4 separate regions of the Mus musculus genome follow, and all the other regions are linked to region 1. The links are chromatin contacts, called in public HiChIP or PLAC-seq and promoter capture Hi-C maps. All regions are on one chromosome and are shown on one strand. Each heading gives the region's core, a stretch centred on a gene start, on an enhancer-like site or on the middle of the called end of the contact. The rest is flanking DNA. Distances are from core to core; before and after follow the strand shown. Region 1 holds the start of Mars2 (methionine-tRNA synthetase 2 (mitochondrial)). Region 2 holds the start of Aox4 (aldehyde oxidase 4). Region 3 holds the start of Aox3 (aldehyde oxidase 3). Region 4 holds the start of 1700066M21Rik (RIKEN cDNA 1700066M21 gene).

Region 1 (3,394 bases), core at 555-3,054:
CCTGCTCTTCTGCTACCTGCTGAGAAGCTGAACCCGTTTTCCTGAGAATTTCCGGAATAAGCGGCCAGCCTGGCCACCGAGTGCTGACGAAATGGCTCCAGGCACCAAGTGTGGAGCCGGCAGACTAGTGCTAACAACTTGGCAACAATACATCAAGAAGCCTGGCGGGGGTGGGTGGGGGGGGTGGGGGGGCGATGGGCCTTCCCCCTTATAAGCACGGTCTCTTAATAAACTCGTGGGCCTTGATCAGGACCTTTGTCTTGGCTCCATTCTCTCTCTCTCTCTCTCTCTCTCTCTCCTCTCTCCTCTCTCTCTCTCCTCTCTCCTCTCTCTCCTCTCTCTCCTCTCTCTCCTCTCTCTCCTCTCTCTCCTCTCTCTCCTCTCTCTCTCTCTCCTCTCTCTCCTCTCTCTCTCTCTCTCTCTCTCTCTCTCTCTCTCTCTCTCTCTCTCTCTCTCTCTCTCTCTCTCCAGGTGTACCCGGTTCAAGTAGGCAACACAGTGGATGGTGCACGCCTTTAATCCCAGCACCTGGGATGCAGAGGCAGGCAGATTTCTGAGTTCAAGGCCAACCTGGTCTACACAGTGAGTTTCAGGACAGCCAGGGCTAGACAGAGAAACCCTGTCTCAAAACAAAAAAAAACCCCAAAAAAAACCCAAAAAAATAAAACACAAACAAACAAACAAAAAACTCAACAAAACAAAAAAAAACCCAAACAAACCAAAAACAAAAACCAAACCCTCAGGGCACTATTACTCTTGGAAGAGAGGGAAGGACACAGCGCACAGATCTCAACTGCAGCTCATCTCTAACTTAAACACTAATGTGCACCACAGTCCATTGGTGAGCTAAGTAAAGCTTAGATTGCTGGTCTGAGATCCCAGTTTCTGCCTCAGCAGGTAGGGAATGGGCCTCAGATGTCTAAGTTCCTGGTGTGTCTCATGCTGCTTTGGGGACCATTCTTTGAGAATCACTAACAGTACTTAGGTTGGGTGAGGGTTTATAGGTGTTCCAATCTCATTTTAGTATGTGCATATATACACTGTTTAAATTAAATGGGGGTGGGGAGGCCAGTTGTGGATGAGAAAATATGCAGTGAGCCAAGGATTAATAATAAAAATTTGGGATTTTAAAATTCTCTCCTGCTAAAAATTAGGATTTCATTCTCAAAGCTCAGTCTTGGAAGAATTTCAAGACTATTAGAGGAGAAAATTGTGACTTGTTTTGTACAATAAAGCTGAAAGTTAATGTTTCCTTATCTGCACACCTGTGACTCCGCACTCCAGTCCCTGGATGAGTTCTCAAATCAATCCTTAAGGCTCAGCAACATGTTCAGACACGTCATTTCCTTTTCTGCCAGTGCTTATCGTTCCTTAAAGCGCTTTGTGAAATTATTTTCCTTTCTTTCAGATTTATTTAGATTCTGAGACAAACCTTAAATGGTTTTTCTATGTTGACTAGAGGATACCAAGAGGCCGGATTTGTGCCCTGCTTTGACAGTTAATGAGTTTGGAAAATACCTCAATATAAAAATCTTGCCAACAAGTTCAGTCCAGAACCGATCAGTTCAGTTCAGATCCAGAACAGATCTCAAAGAGTAAAACTGCACAACACCCGGGATACGCTCTTCTTTCCCCAACTGCCCTGACACGGAACCCACTAGCCGACTACTCAAAAACTCCCGCCGGCCACCCGCCCCTGCGCGCTGCAGGAAACCGGTGGAGGCGGGGGAGTTGCGGGCGGGGCCGCAGGAGTCAACGCTTGCCGTTCATTGGCTTCCGCGCCGGAAGCGGCGGTACCGTCCAGCTGCGCACGCGCCCTTTCCCGTGCTCGGGAACACCGCCTCCAGTGCTGGGGCCGGCTGTCACCATGCTGCGGCAGTGTGCTCGCTGGGTGTTGACGCGCACCCGGTTCGGCCGCGGCTGTCGCCGCTACGGTTCGTGCTCGCCGAGCGCTAGTGGCGACGCCGGGGAAGCGCGGGCCTACTTCACCACACCTATCTTCTACGTGAACGCCGCGCCGCACATCGGGCACCTGTACTCGGCGCTACTGGCCGACGCCCTGTGCCGCCACCGTCGTCTCCGAGTTCCCGGCTCTGCGTCCACGCGGTTTTCCACCGGCACGGATGAGCACGGCCTGAAGATCCAGCAGGCGGCAGCCACCGCCGGCTTGGCCCCGATCGAGCTGTGCGATCGAGTGTCTGCCCAGTTTTTGCAGCTTTTCCGGGAGGCTGACATCTCTTCCACGGACTTCATCCGCACCACGGAGGCTCGGCACCGAGTAGCGGTGCAGCATTTCTGGGGTGTGCTGGAGGCCCGGGGTCTGCTTTACAAAGGGATCTATGAAGGGTGGTATTGTGCCTCGGATGAGTGCTTCTTGCCGGAGGCCAAGGTTACTCGGCAGGTGGGTCCGTCCGGGGATCCCTGTCCCGTGTCTCTCGAGAGCGGACATCCTGTCTCCTGGACGAAGGAAGAAAATTACATTTTCAAGCTTTCTCAGTTTCGAGAACCACTCCAGCGGTGGCTTGGAAACAATCCTCAGGCAATCACACCGGAACCGTTCCACCAGGCAGTTCTTCAGTGGCTGGAGGAGGAGCTGCCCGACTTGTCCGTTTCTCGAAGGAGTAGCCATCTGCACTGGGGCATACCAGTTCCCGGGGACGACTCGCAGACCATCTACGTGTGGCTGGATGCCCTGGTCAACTACCTCACTGTAGTTGGCTACCCAGATGCAGATTTCAAGTCTTGGTGGCCAGCCACCTCTCATATCATAGGTAAGGACATTCTCAAATTTCATGCTATTTATTGGCCTGCCCTTCTCCTAGGGGCAGGATTGAGGCCACCACATCGCATCTATGTCCACTCGCACTGGACGGTGAGTGGCCAAAAAATGTCCAAAAGCTTGGGCAACGTGGTGGATCCCAGGACTTGCCTTGATCGCTATACTGTGGATGGCTTTCGCTACTTTCTCCTTCGGCAGGGCGTTCCCAATTGGGACTGCGATTACTATGATGAAAAGGTGGTTAAATTGCTGGACTCCGAGCTGGCAGATGCCTTAGGAGGGCTTTTAAACCGGTGCACTGCCTACAGAATAAATCCTTCTGGAACCTACCCATCTTTCTGTGCTGCCTGTTTCCCCAGTGAGCCAGGGTTAACGGGGCCGTCAGTTCGTGTGCAGGCAGAAGACTATGCGCTTGTAACTGCAGTGGCCACTTTACCCAAACTGGTAGCGGGCTATTATAATGACTTTCAGATCTATAAGGCTCTGGAGGCGGTATCCAGCTGTGTTCGGCAAACTAATGGTTTCGTCCAAAGGCACGCACCATGGAAATTGAACTGGGAGAGCCCTGAGGATGCTCCCTGGCTGGGTACCGTGCTTCACGTAGCCTTGGAGTGC
Region 2 (3,394 bases), core at 306-2,805, 3.0 Mb after region 1:
AAGGAGCACTGAGCAGAAGCCTCTAGGAACCACTGAGGCAGCAGGCAGAGGTGAAGACAGATAGATGGTGACGTCGGAACTATGAGCTTGGTGACAGGAGGCTGGATTGGAAACTGGCCCCAGACTTGAGCACCTGCTCTGCTCAAGACAAAAGGAAGACAATGCAGCCTTGAATATCCAACAGCCATCACAGCCCTATTTGCTCTGTGTGTGTGTGTCTGTCTGTCTGTCTGTCTGTGTGACTGTGTGACTGTGTGACTGTGTGTTAGCATCTCAAACTTAACCTGTGCAGATGGAACTTGAAAATCTCACTAGGCAGCTGCTGGTCTCTGCAGCGCAGCTCCCCTCTCTCATAAGCCAACATCACACCCATTGGGACATCTGCTCCCACCATACTCAATAGCAGCCTTGGGCATCCTGAAATGCAGCCCATCACCCCTGCTCTAATCCAAATGCCTTCCCTCCCTATTAGGAGCCTCATGACACCTCTCTTGATGGCTCCAAGGTCCTCAGAAATTGGCAAAACTGTTCCTTGGCCTCACTCCCCACCAGGATTCTGCTATATCTCAGAAAAAAAGTTGTAGGCTCCAAGGCAACCCTGCTCTTTGGGCAAGTCACTTAAAATCTTGATGTCTCATTTTTCTTATTTATAAAGTAATGGTGGTGGTGGTGATGGTGGTGGTTGTAGTGGTAGTGAGGATGATTGTCATGATGGTAGTGGTGGTGATGATAATGATGCTGATGATGATGGTAGTGGTGATGATGGTGACTATGATGCTCTCCTGAGGTGCTCCATAATTCCCAGTCCATAAGAACAGCCTCCAGCCCACAGCAAACCTGAGTGAATAGTTGTGGTTTCAAGTACATTTGTACCTAGGGTATTGCTGAGCATGAGAATCTTAAAATCCTCAAATGTGAGGAGTTCTAGACAAGTAAGCAGAGAAAAGATGAAGAAGAGAGAGTGTGCATGCTGGTTGTTATAGTCAAGCCTTAAAGACACAGTTGAGGAGGCTGGAGAGATGGCACAGCAGTTAAGAGCTCTGGCTGCCCTTCCAGAGGACCCAGGTTTGATTCCCAGCACCCACATGTTTGCTCACAACCATCTGTAACTGCAGCTCCAGGGAATCTAACGCCCTCACTGGCCTCCGTGAATACCAGCCACACCCGTGGAACACAGGCATGCGTACAAAATACCCACACAAAATGAACTAATAGCATAAATGAGTTAACCACATAAAATGAATTAATAAAAAAAAAATAAACATGCATTTGCTGTCTTTCATCACATTCACGAAAGACTCTTCCCTTGTAATTAAATACAAGAAAAACGGGAGACAGGAATCACTCGCGCTGGTGTGGACAGCAAGGTACCGATTTACAGGCGGGTTCGTTTTGTTCGTGTAACTCGTAATCATCCACCTGAAACTCGATTTTCATAATTGAACCCCGGAGTCTAAACCCAACATGAACAAACCAGTTTTAGACTTCAAAACGTCACGTGAATTCTTGACTCACTCGTGCCAGAAAGAGAAGCTGGAGCTGCTGCCAAGCCTTTGTGGGCTAGGCAGGCAGGGCTGACTATAAATCACCAGTGTTGGGCTGTGCCGCCGATTTGGCTTCCCCGGGACTGCAGGTGCCCAAGTTACAGTGCTGCTATATGAGATAGAGGAGCAGATACCCTTGTCGGTAGGGCATTTGTTTCAAATTTGTGCTTCTGGCTCCCCATTGACACCATGCCTTCCGTCTCCGAGTCTGACGAGCTGATTTTTTTTGTGAATGGAAAAAAGGTAAGTTTCTGATGTGACTAACCTGGCTCTTTGTTCACAGAGGGCAAAAGTCAGGCTTACTGTTCTTCACTGAGGTACATCTCCTAGTTTTTAGCAGTGGCACAATCTTAAACATGGATTGTTAACTCCCTTTTTGGCATCAAATATGCAAATGTGGGATGTCTGCTTGCTTTTCGTTCTCTCATCGGAAACAGTAAGAAAAAGAACCTGGTATTTGCTGCGCGGTGCAAGCGTGAATTCCGACAAGGCCAGCAGCACGCTGCAGGGGTGAGCGGCTGACAGGTCGTTCCTTCTGCGCCTGTTGGAAATGCACCCCACCTGGAAATGTGCCCCACCTCAGTTGGCCAATGCCCCTTTAACAGGAGAGAGACAGGAAGAAAACAACCACACATGACTCTCAATTGATAGCAACCCCTCAGCCAGACCATCACCCTGGAGGCAGAACAGGACTGCCTCCTTATTTCTAGGACAAATTATAAAAATGTCAAGGGGGGCGGGGCAAGCCTGAAGATGGTGTGGTGCCACGACCGGCTCATTTGTTTAGACCCAGGGGCTCAGTTTGACTGAAGCACAGTGTCCACTAGGGCCCATCACCCCACGGACTCCCCAAGGTGTGGCTTCTGTTGGGGCTCTTTGTCTTTTTTTGTGCCTCTCAAACCCATATCTTCCCACCTACTTTTCACATACCCACTCAGAGATGCGGGTGTCTCCTTGAGACATATGTGGTGTTTGTGTGCCTGCACATCTGGATTCTGAATTTGAGAACAGTGGTATGAGGTGCAGACCCCTTTTGTTTGCTTTGTTTCTGTGACACTGAGCTGGTCTTGGGGCGCTCCTCTGTGAAAAAAAATTTACTTTATCAGTGCATGGCTTTCCAGAGTGTGCTGGTCTTTCATGGGCTTGTCCTAGTGATGGGGACACGGGTACCTTTCAATTCTCCCAAGTTCTCCCCCCCCAAAAAAAAAAAACCAGAAAACACAGCATGAATATCCTTCTGTCTGATTCCTCGTCGTTGGAGCTGGTGAGAGGCTGAGAGATCACAGCAGGGCCATTCCATAGGTCCTGCCTGGTGGTTTTCCGAAGTCCAGCACAGACTGCATCCCCCACAGCTGGTGGAATGCCAGGTGCTTTTCTCTGACTTAGCCATATCTGGCATCAGGTGCTTACTACAGTCTGACCCCTGAGCTTTGCTACTCTCCTGGGGTTGTCTCCTGGGGCTGTGTGCACTTGCGTGTTGGGGATTAGTAATGGCCTCGCTCCCACTTCGTGTGCTTAGTAAGAAGAGATTTGTTGTCCACACAGTTCCCGAGATCTTCTTCACACAGCTGGGAATGCTGACTGCTCACCATCGCGTTGTAGTTGGCAGGCTTTGATCTCTCCCCTCTTCTGGAACCCATCATAGTCTATGCCCTTTGGGCCTGAGACTGGTGCATCTCGGGACAGCAGTGAACCCATGTAGCTATAGCAGGCCTGCAGACAGGAGGACTGAAAGTACAGCGTTTACCAGGAAGGCTGGAGACGGAAATCCAAGCCTTGAGTGTCACCAGGCCTTGATCCCGGGACAGAGATGATAGGTGTTATTATCCCCTGCCTGCCAATATCCTGTT
Region 3 (3,394 bases), core at 419-2,918, 2.9 Mb after region 1:
TCTAAGCCAAGAATTCCAGTCAGAGAGTTTGCTCAGCAGGAACCCTTGCTCAATACCCTTCTTCCCTACCCCACCACCAATCCCCTTTCTGATTTCACCTAACTTACTCTAGGATCCACCCACCCCCCTGTTTCTCCTGTTGTTCCTTTTCTGGCTTCATGACTCACATACTCTCCTCTCACCTAACTGCATGTGTGTGTGTGTGTGTGTGTGCGTGTGTGTGTGTGTGTGTGTGTGTGTGTGTGTGTGTGTGTGTGTGAGAGAGAGAGAGAGAGAGAGAGAGAGAGAGAGAGAGAGGGAGAGAGAGAGAGAGAGAGAGATTTCGAACTGTTATGCAAACGAGGGGTGGGGCTCAACCAAAACAAAATATGCATGAAATGCTGTAAGGAAACCTCTTACTCTGTATTCTAATTTTAAAATAAAAGTTAGCAGAATAAAATCCAGAAGCAAACAAGCAAACAAACAAAACCTGCTTAAAATAAAAGTAAGGAGAGAGAGGAATGAGGGAGCTGGGTAGGTGGACAGGTTGGCTCTAAATATGCAAAAATAGAGCTCAATTTCCACTGCATCATATTTTTAACACACTCTCTCTCTCTCTCTCTCTCTGTGTGTGTGTGTGTGTGTCTGTGTGTGTCTGTGTCTGTGTCTGTGTCTGTGTCTGTGTCTGTGTCTGTGTCTGTGTCTGTGTCTGTGTCTGTGTCTGTGTCTGTGTCTGTCTCTGTCTCTGTCTCTGTCTCTGTCTCTGTCTCTGTCTCTGTGTCTGTGTCTGTGTGCTCACCTGGGCACTCAATGCCCAGAGAGAGCAGAAATGTTCATACCCCTGGAGCTGGAGTTACAGAAAGTCTGTGTTGCCCAACAAAGTAGCCAGTGCTCTTATCTACTGAGCCCTCTCCTGCCCTGTAGAATATTTATAACTGGAAATCTGAGAACAATTCACAATGTAAATGACTGTCAGGCATGTTTGGTAGTAACATTCCCAGTGCCTCTACTGTGCAGCTGCTGCTTTAAGCTCTTTCCCTGCATGGGCTCCTTTAATCCCCACATCAATCTTCCCCTGAGGAAGATGTTTTTGTTGTTGTTGTTGTTGTTTTGTTTTGTTTTGTTTTTTCCAACTCCTAGGTAAATCCACTGAGGTACAGACAGCCAAAGTAACTTGGGAGAAAGAAAAAGGAAAACAATTTTGAAATCATGTGAATGGTTTAATTTCACCTTTTAGAAATTAACAAAAATATTGTTGAGAAAGTAACAAAAATCCATGTGGGCATTTATGTGTGTTCATAAATGCCATCTAACCCTGCAACAGCATGCGTGAATCTGGTTGCTAAATGTTGGCACAGAGAAATTCTACTTTGTTGCTTCTCATACTTGTATCATTTCTTAGAGCATTCTTTGTATAGTTTAACGGCAAAAATAGCAAGCAAATACACTTAGTGTGAAGACATAGATCTGAGAGCAGTGAAGAGCAGCCCATCGGCATCCCTTCCACGTCACCGATAACAGCGCCTTCTTGTTGGAAAACGCCCTCTAGTGGCTAGCGCCTGGGGCGTGGAGAAGTGAGTCCGGAGCTGGTGCTGGGCCAGGTTTTAAGGAAAGAGGGAATTGGAAGCAGGAGGAAGGTTGGGAGCGATGATGGGCAGGGCTGGGTGGGAGGAGTCCTCAGGCAAAGCCACAGAGCAGATTTAAATCCTGTAGGGCAATTCGGTCTCCTGCAGAGCACAGCAGTTCATCTGAGAGGTGGACTTAGACACATTAGGTACAGTTGCACAGAGTGTGGACGACTATCCTCAAGTAATGTCTCCTTCTAAGGAGTCAGATGAGCTTATTTTCTTTGTGAATGGAAAAAAGGTAAGTTCTCTACACTGTAATTAATAAATGTACATAAGAAACTCTGGTAGAAGCGATCTGTCATTAGCATTGCCAAAATGAAGGGCTGTGTGGGGTCGGGGAGTTGTTGCTCAAATGATCTAGCGATCTGCTATGCTTCTTGGGGAACAAGGGAGGGGGGGAAGAGAGAGAGAATCTATAATGTTTTGGGACTAGTAGGGAGAAAGTGTGCAGCTATGTGTCTCCAAACCAAGCCTTGTCTCATTTGAATGCACCTAAGCACTGGGCACTGGCTTCCTTGCAAGAGAATCTTCTAACTCTTCCTCAATACCTCTTCCAGCTCTGACTCAAACTTCTGTGCCACCCAACTTCTGCTTTCACATGTATGCACAGATCCAGAGTCCAAGGTCTTTAGGTTATTTACAAATGCTTTTAAACCCTTGGGTCAGGAAGAATGGAAGAGAAAAACCTACTGGAAGGCCAGGTGAACTGTTAATTTACATGTTAACACCTTACTCCTTTAAGATTGGATTCATGCCTGTAATGCCAGAATTGGAGGGGGGTTGAGGCCAACTTAGTCTCAGAGTGAGCTTCAGGACATCAAGGGCTATGCAATGAGACTCTTGTCTCATAAGTAAATAAGTAAGCAAGCAAATAAACAAATGAAGGGTCTTGTCTCACTTAAGAAATGAAGCCTTTTCTTCTTTGTCTTGAGCTCTTGAGACCTAGACAAGACCTAAAATGACTGCGGTACTGTCTGCATATATGCTGGACGTTCTTGACGATTGTGTATGATGTGAAGGTCCACAGCCTGTTCTCAGCACTGTTGGCACAGGGAAAAGGGCAGTCAGAGTTTAAGCTGAGCTTGTGGTATTGTGTGGGGTGTGCGTGAGGTGTGTGTTTTGTATGCTGTGCTGTGAAGGCTCAGGGTGATTGTGCAACGTGGCCAAGATCTCTTGGCTAACAAATACTGGGGAGAACTTGGCTTTCATCTCTGGGTTCCTTTCTTTGCTCTGTGATCCCTTCCTGGGGGAGGTGACCATTCGTCTAAGACACTAATGCTAAAGGGAGAGGTGGGGCTTTCCTGAGTGTTTTCCTAGGGCTGCTGAAGGAATGCTGTTTGTCTGCTGCTGTCAGAGCTCCTGTTTATTTAACTTTTCAAAACTGGATGGAGAACACAGACCAAAAAACAAAACAAAACAAAACAAAAATATTTTGGTGGTAGTGATAAGAATTAAAACTCTTAGTTTAATTCTCTGTCTTCTACTATAAGGTAGGGATGCACGAATTGTTTAAGTATATGGCTCTTCAACTTTTTATTAGTCTCTTGAACCCATATTGTGCTAGAATTCAAAGGTTTGTTAAATCTCTGTTGCTCCTCTAAAACAAAGCCAGACATTTCCCTGTCAAAGTATAGCCAAGTACAATATAGCATTATATAATTTCATAATTGCAAAGAGGGATGGGTGTTTAATCAAGTCAGGCAATCAAGGTCAACAAATATGTTCTAAATCCTTCTTGCTATTCAGAAACCAACACGGCAACTTCCTCAACTTATACGGTCACTTCC
Region 4 (3,394 bases), core at 260-2,759, 2.1 Mb after region 1:
TGGGGGCCATTTTCAATCAAAACACCTCAGTTACATTTATTATGTCAGATAGAATCTAACAGTTTTTGTCAAAGTAATTGGTAAAGCATACCTCTATAAAGACACTAAGAAAATGTACAGAGCAATTATACTTTGTTAACAAATACAAGAAATTTAAAATTAGAATAAGGCTTGGGATATGACCTAGTTGGTAAGGTGCCTGCCTCTTTCCCCAAAGCATGGGGGCTGAATTGGATCCCCAGCATCCACAAAACAGAGAACCCAGTAGCTGGGAAGTTAGAAACAGGCAAACCATTGGGGGCTTCTTGGCTAGCCCAGTCTAGCCTAATCCATGAGCTTCAGGTTCAGCAAGATGCTGTCAAACAATAAACTAATCAATAAAAAATTTTAAAAGATGGAGTGTGAGGAATGTACTGTGATACAAAAAAACTGCTCTCACCTTAAAGATGAGCCACATATCAGTTAGCTCAAGTTTTACAGTATCAAAATAGAAAATATTATATAATTTAAGACTTTGAAAATAAGATAACAGACAGAAAATTTCTGCTATAGGCCTCTAATATAAGTCTTAGCTTCTGGGCTGGTGGAAGCTAAGCTAATACATTTCAAAGGTTTCATCTGATACTCACTAGTATGCTGGCTGTTTAGGTACACAGGTTAGCTAGGAAAGGCTATTAATTAAAAGAGCGAAAGACAGCTCAAGATAATTTTTAATCAGGGTTTGAACTTACAACATAATTTCTCCCCAGTCATTTAAGTTCTAATCAGCTAATCACTCCTGCAGAAACTTCAAGTTTCAACTTCTTTCCAGGAATCTCCTTTACACCCAAAGTCACTTCAAGCCCACAGCAGCAAACAGATGCATGTGCGTGTCCGATGTGCACACACAATGTTAAAACAAGATTCACTTTTCCCACCTTTAGCATAAATTTGGCCCAGTCCTATTTCTACACAACTTTAAGTAAGAAGTTGCTATTTCCACGACTTTCCTATACTTTTCAACGTGGTTTCAAAACCCTAAATCGGAAATTCGATAAGCTGTAAACACCCCTACAGTAAATGTGTGAACAAGTAGGCCTTTTCTCTATCTTCCCTAAGGTAAGTGTCCAGCTCTCTCTCTCTACCAACTAGGAATGTGCTAGACTTGGTGTGGAGCCAGAAATTCCCTAACTAGGTAACTTCGGGACATAGGGGATTCTTTTCATTCTGAGCAAGTACAAGACTTTCAGAACCATTCTTCTTTACCTTGGACTAAATTAACAAAGACACATCTTCACCGTGAGGATGAACCTACCAAAGCTTTTATACAGAACCCGAGGAAACTCTGACCCTGAGCAGCTGCTGCTGTGCATGGGCCCAACCTGCGGGCTCTTCCACGTCCGTTCGAACTTCCCGGCCGGGGCTGAGTCCGCCAACCACAAACGTCCTTCCTCCAGCCGCGCCCTCCGCTCCCCCTCCCTCCGGACGCACGCGGCGTGCTGACGTCACGGCGACCGAAGCCGTTGGGCAGCCGAGGCCCCGCCCTCGCTGCCGGGTGAGCGGCCCTGGCGGCTCGAGCCCATGCTGGGGTCGCGGCGTCTGCGGTCCCCCGCGCTGGTGCTGCTGCTGCTGCGGCCGCTGCTCGCTTCCGGAGACTCCGCGTCCCGCCTGCAGACCCGAGCCATGAACCCGGGCGGCGGTGAGCGGGGCTCCCCGGAGGACAGCCACCGTCTGCAGCGCTCCACGGTGCCGGGCTCCGACCCGCAGCGCAGCAACGAACTGCTCCTGCTGACATCCCGGGAAGGAGATTCCCCGGAGCAGCGGCACCACGTCCTCTACTTCCCTGGGGACGTGCAGGTAACGCGGGGCCAGGCCTCCCCGACACGCCCACACGGGTTCTCATACGATGGGGGTGCGGGGCGCGCCCCCGTTCCTGCCAGAGCCCCATCCGGGGAAGGGGCCTTGGAGGGCCACGGTCTCCAGAGAGCGGCTGTCAGTCCAGGTGCCACTGGGTGGAAGGAGAGGCGCGACAGGGAGTGGGACAGCCACGCACAGCTCCAGCCTGCTCTCAGAGGACTGTGTGTGTGCTGGGCACTGGACTGTTTAGAAAACGCTGACTGACCAAATAAAATACATCCGTTGCTAAAGTGACCTTTCCAGTAACCCTAAAACACAGCAGTGGAAGGGATGCAATCGTCAAGAATGCTAATGATACTGAGAGGCCCATTTGAATTCAACTCATCTGTGTGCTTCCTGTTACTGGTTTTTATAGCTGCAGACATACGTCTTTGCTGAAGCTGTCCTGGAAGCTGGGTTTTAATGTAAAACTGCATCGTGCAGTGGATACATTAGCCGCGTGAGAGTATCTGAACAAGTTAAAATGAAAAGGCAGCGTTCTCTGTCTCACTAGTTGTATTGCCAAGTGTTGAGTCACCACAGGTGACTTGCTTGTACCCCGTTGGACAGCGCAGATACAGTTGGCATTTACATTGAAAATCAATTATCCCAGAGCGTTGTTAGCACTAGGGTAGATATTCAAGTTAGAATATAGCTAGATGGTTTCCTCATACTAGAAAACTGTTATTGTTTTGAAATTGGTGCTTTAAAATGATACACCAAAAAATCTATTTTCTCTTGCTGTTTTCTCTCAAATCAGTTGACTTGACTAGTTGACTGCTAATGGAAACTAGCAAAAACCCAAATTTAGGTTCAAGAAAATCTCATTTTGGTGCCTTTATTCCCAGATTGAAAACAAGTGTGTTGCTTCTGCTTCCTGCGACTTGTGACCAACTACTTCATGCCTTCCAGTGGTGGTGGTGGTGGTGGTGGTGGTGATGGTGGCTGAGTACTTTCTGCTGTAAAAGTGTTCCAGACAGAACATCCACCTGGCTTAAGTAGGGCCTAAAGTGTTCTAGATATAGTTTGAGGATCATCTTTCATTTCCCATCATCAGCCTTTGGGACAATGACAGAATGGTAATGTTCAGAGTGTGGGGTTTTATAGAGCATGAGGTCTTCTGGAAAAGAAATGGAAGGCCGTGCATCCCAAAGCTTCAATGCCAAGTCACCCAGGTTTCCCATTCCACTCTGTACTTCTTAGCTATGAAGTCTATGCAGATGTTAAATCTCTCCATTGAAGTGCCTCAGATATAAAAGTCAGAGGGCCTCAATCAAGCTGAAATTTGGGAATAACTCTAGTTAGGTTCCAGCCCCTTCTCACCTTCAAGTAGCCTCATGCTCCACTCTTGGGATTTTTTTACTCTACTCTTTCAGTGATCTCTTTCCATCTCGTGACTTTACATACTGCCTCCATGCTCACGAGCCTGGCATTTATTTAGTCTAGACATTAGCGGGTGTTTATGAACTCACCAATTGCATGCCTTTACTTCCTTTGGATATTTAGTAGCCTTCTAAAA

Evidence for each region. Promoter capture Hi-C pulls out the DNA fragments that hold promoters and counts their contacts. HiChIP or PLAC-seq counts read pairs in DNA pulled down with a chosen protein or histone mark.
Region 2: an H3K4me3 HiChIP or PLAC-seq map of embryonic forebrain shows a contact between it and region 1, with 9 times the contacts expected there. The contact joins the promoter of Aox4 here to the promoter of Mars2 in region 1. A contact is called at or near these places in 2 of 39 promoter capture datasets (hippocampal neurons and liver) and 2 of 115 datasets of contacts at active chromatin or transcription factors (astrocytes and embryonic forebrain).
Region 3: a contact with region 1 is called in a promoter capture Hi-C map of hippocampal neurons, with 6 times the contacts expected there. The contact joins the promoter of Aox3 here to the promoter of Mars2 in region 1. A contact is called at or near these places in 2 of 39 promoter capture datasets (the C10 cell line and hippocampal neurons).
Region 4: a contact with region 1 is called in a promoter capture Hi-C map of pre-B cells, with 6 times the contacts expected there. The contact joins the promoter of 1700066M21Rik here to the promoter of Mars2 in region 1. A contact is called at or near these places in 14 of 39 promoter capture datasets (the 3T3-L1 cell line, 3T3-L1-derived adipocytes, the C10 cell line and 9 more), 5 of 484 Hi-C or Micro-C datasets (B cells, the G1E-ER4 cell line, cerebral cortex and 1 more), 6 of 115 datasets of contacts at active chromatin or transcription factors (the 230-238 cell line, astrocytes, embryonic forebrain and 3 more) and 2 of 9 other capture datasets (adipose tissue and liver).

What each region holds. Positions count from the first base shown.
Region 1 is chr1:55,235,373-55,238,766 of GRCm38.p6, forward strand. It overlaps Mars2 (methionine-tRNA synthetase 2 (mitochondrial)), which reads left to right and starts at 1,805. Exons shown (of 1, transcript NM_175439.3): 1 at 1,805-3,394. The coding sequence starts at 1,868. Gm10561 (predicted gene 10561) reads left to right here. Exons shown (of 4, transcript NR_166489.1): 4 at 1-252.
Region 2 is chr1:58,208,842-58,212,235 of GRCm38.p6, forward strand. Aox4 (aldehyde oxidase 4) reads left to right here and starts at 1,556. Exons shown (of 35, transcript NM_023631.2): 1 at 1,556-1,787. The coding sequence starts at 1,734.
Region 3 is chr1:58,111,468-58,114,861 of GRCm38.p6, forward strand. It overlaps Aox3 (aldehyde oxidase 3), which reads left to right and starts at 1,669. Exons shown (of 35, transcript NM_023617.2): 1 at 1,669-1,845. The coding sequence starts at 1,792.
Region 4 is chr1:57,376,111-57,379,504 of GRCm38.p6, forward strand. 1700066M21Rik (RIKEN cDNA 1700066M21 gene) reads left to right here and starts at 1,510. Exons shown (of 2, transcript NM_028546.1): 1 at 1,510-1,836. The coding sequence starts at 1,561. 4930558J18Rik (RIKEN cDNA 4930558J18 gene) reads right to left here and starts at 1,434. Exons shown (of 4, transcript NR_037999.1): 1 at 1,295-1,434.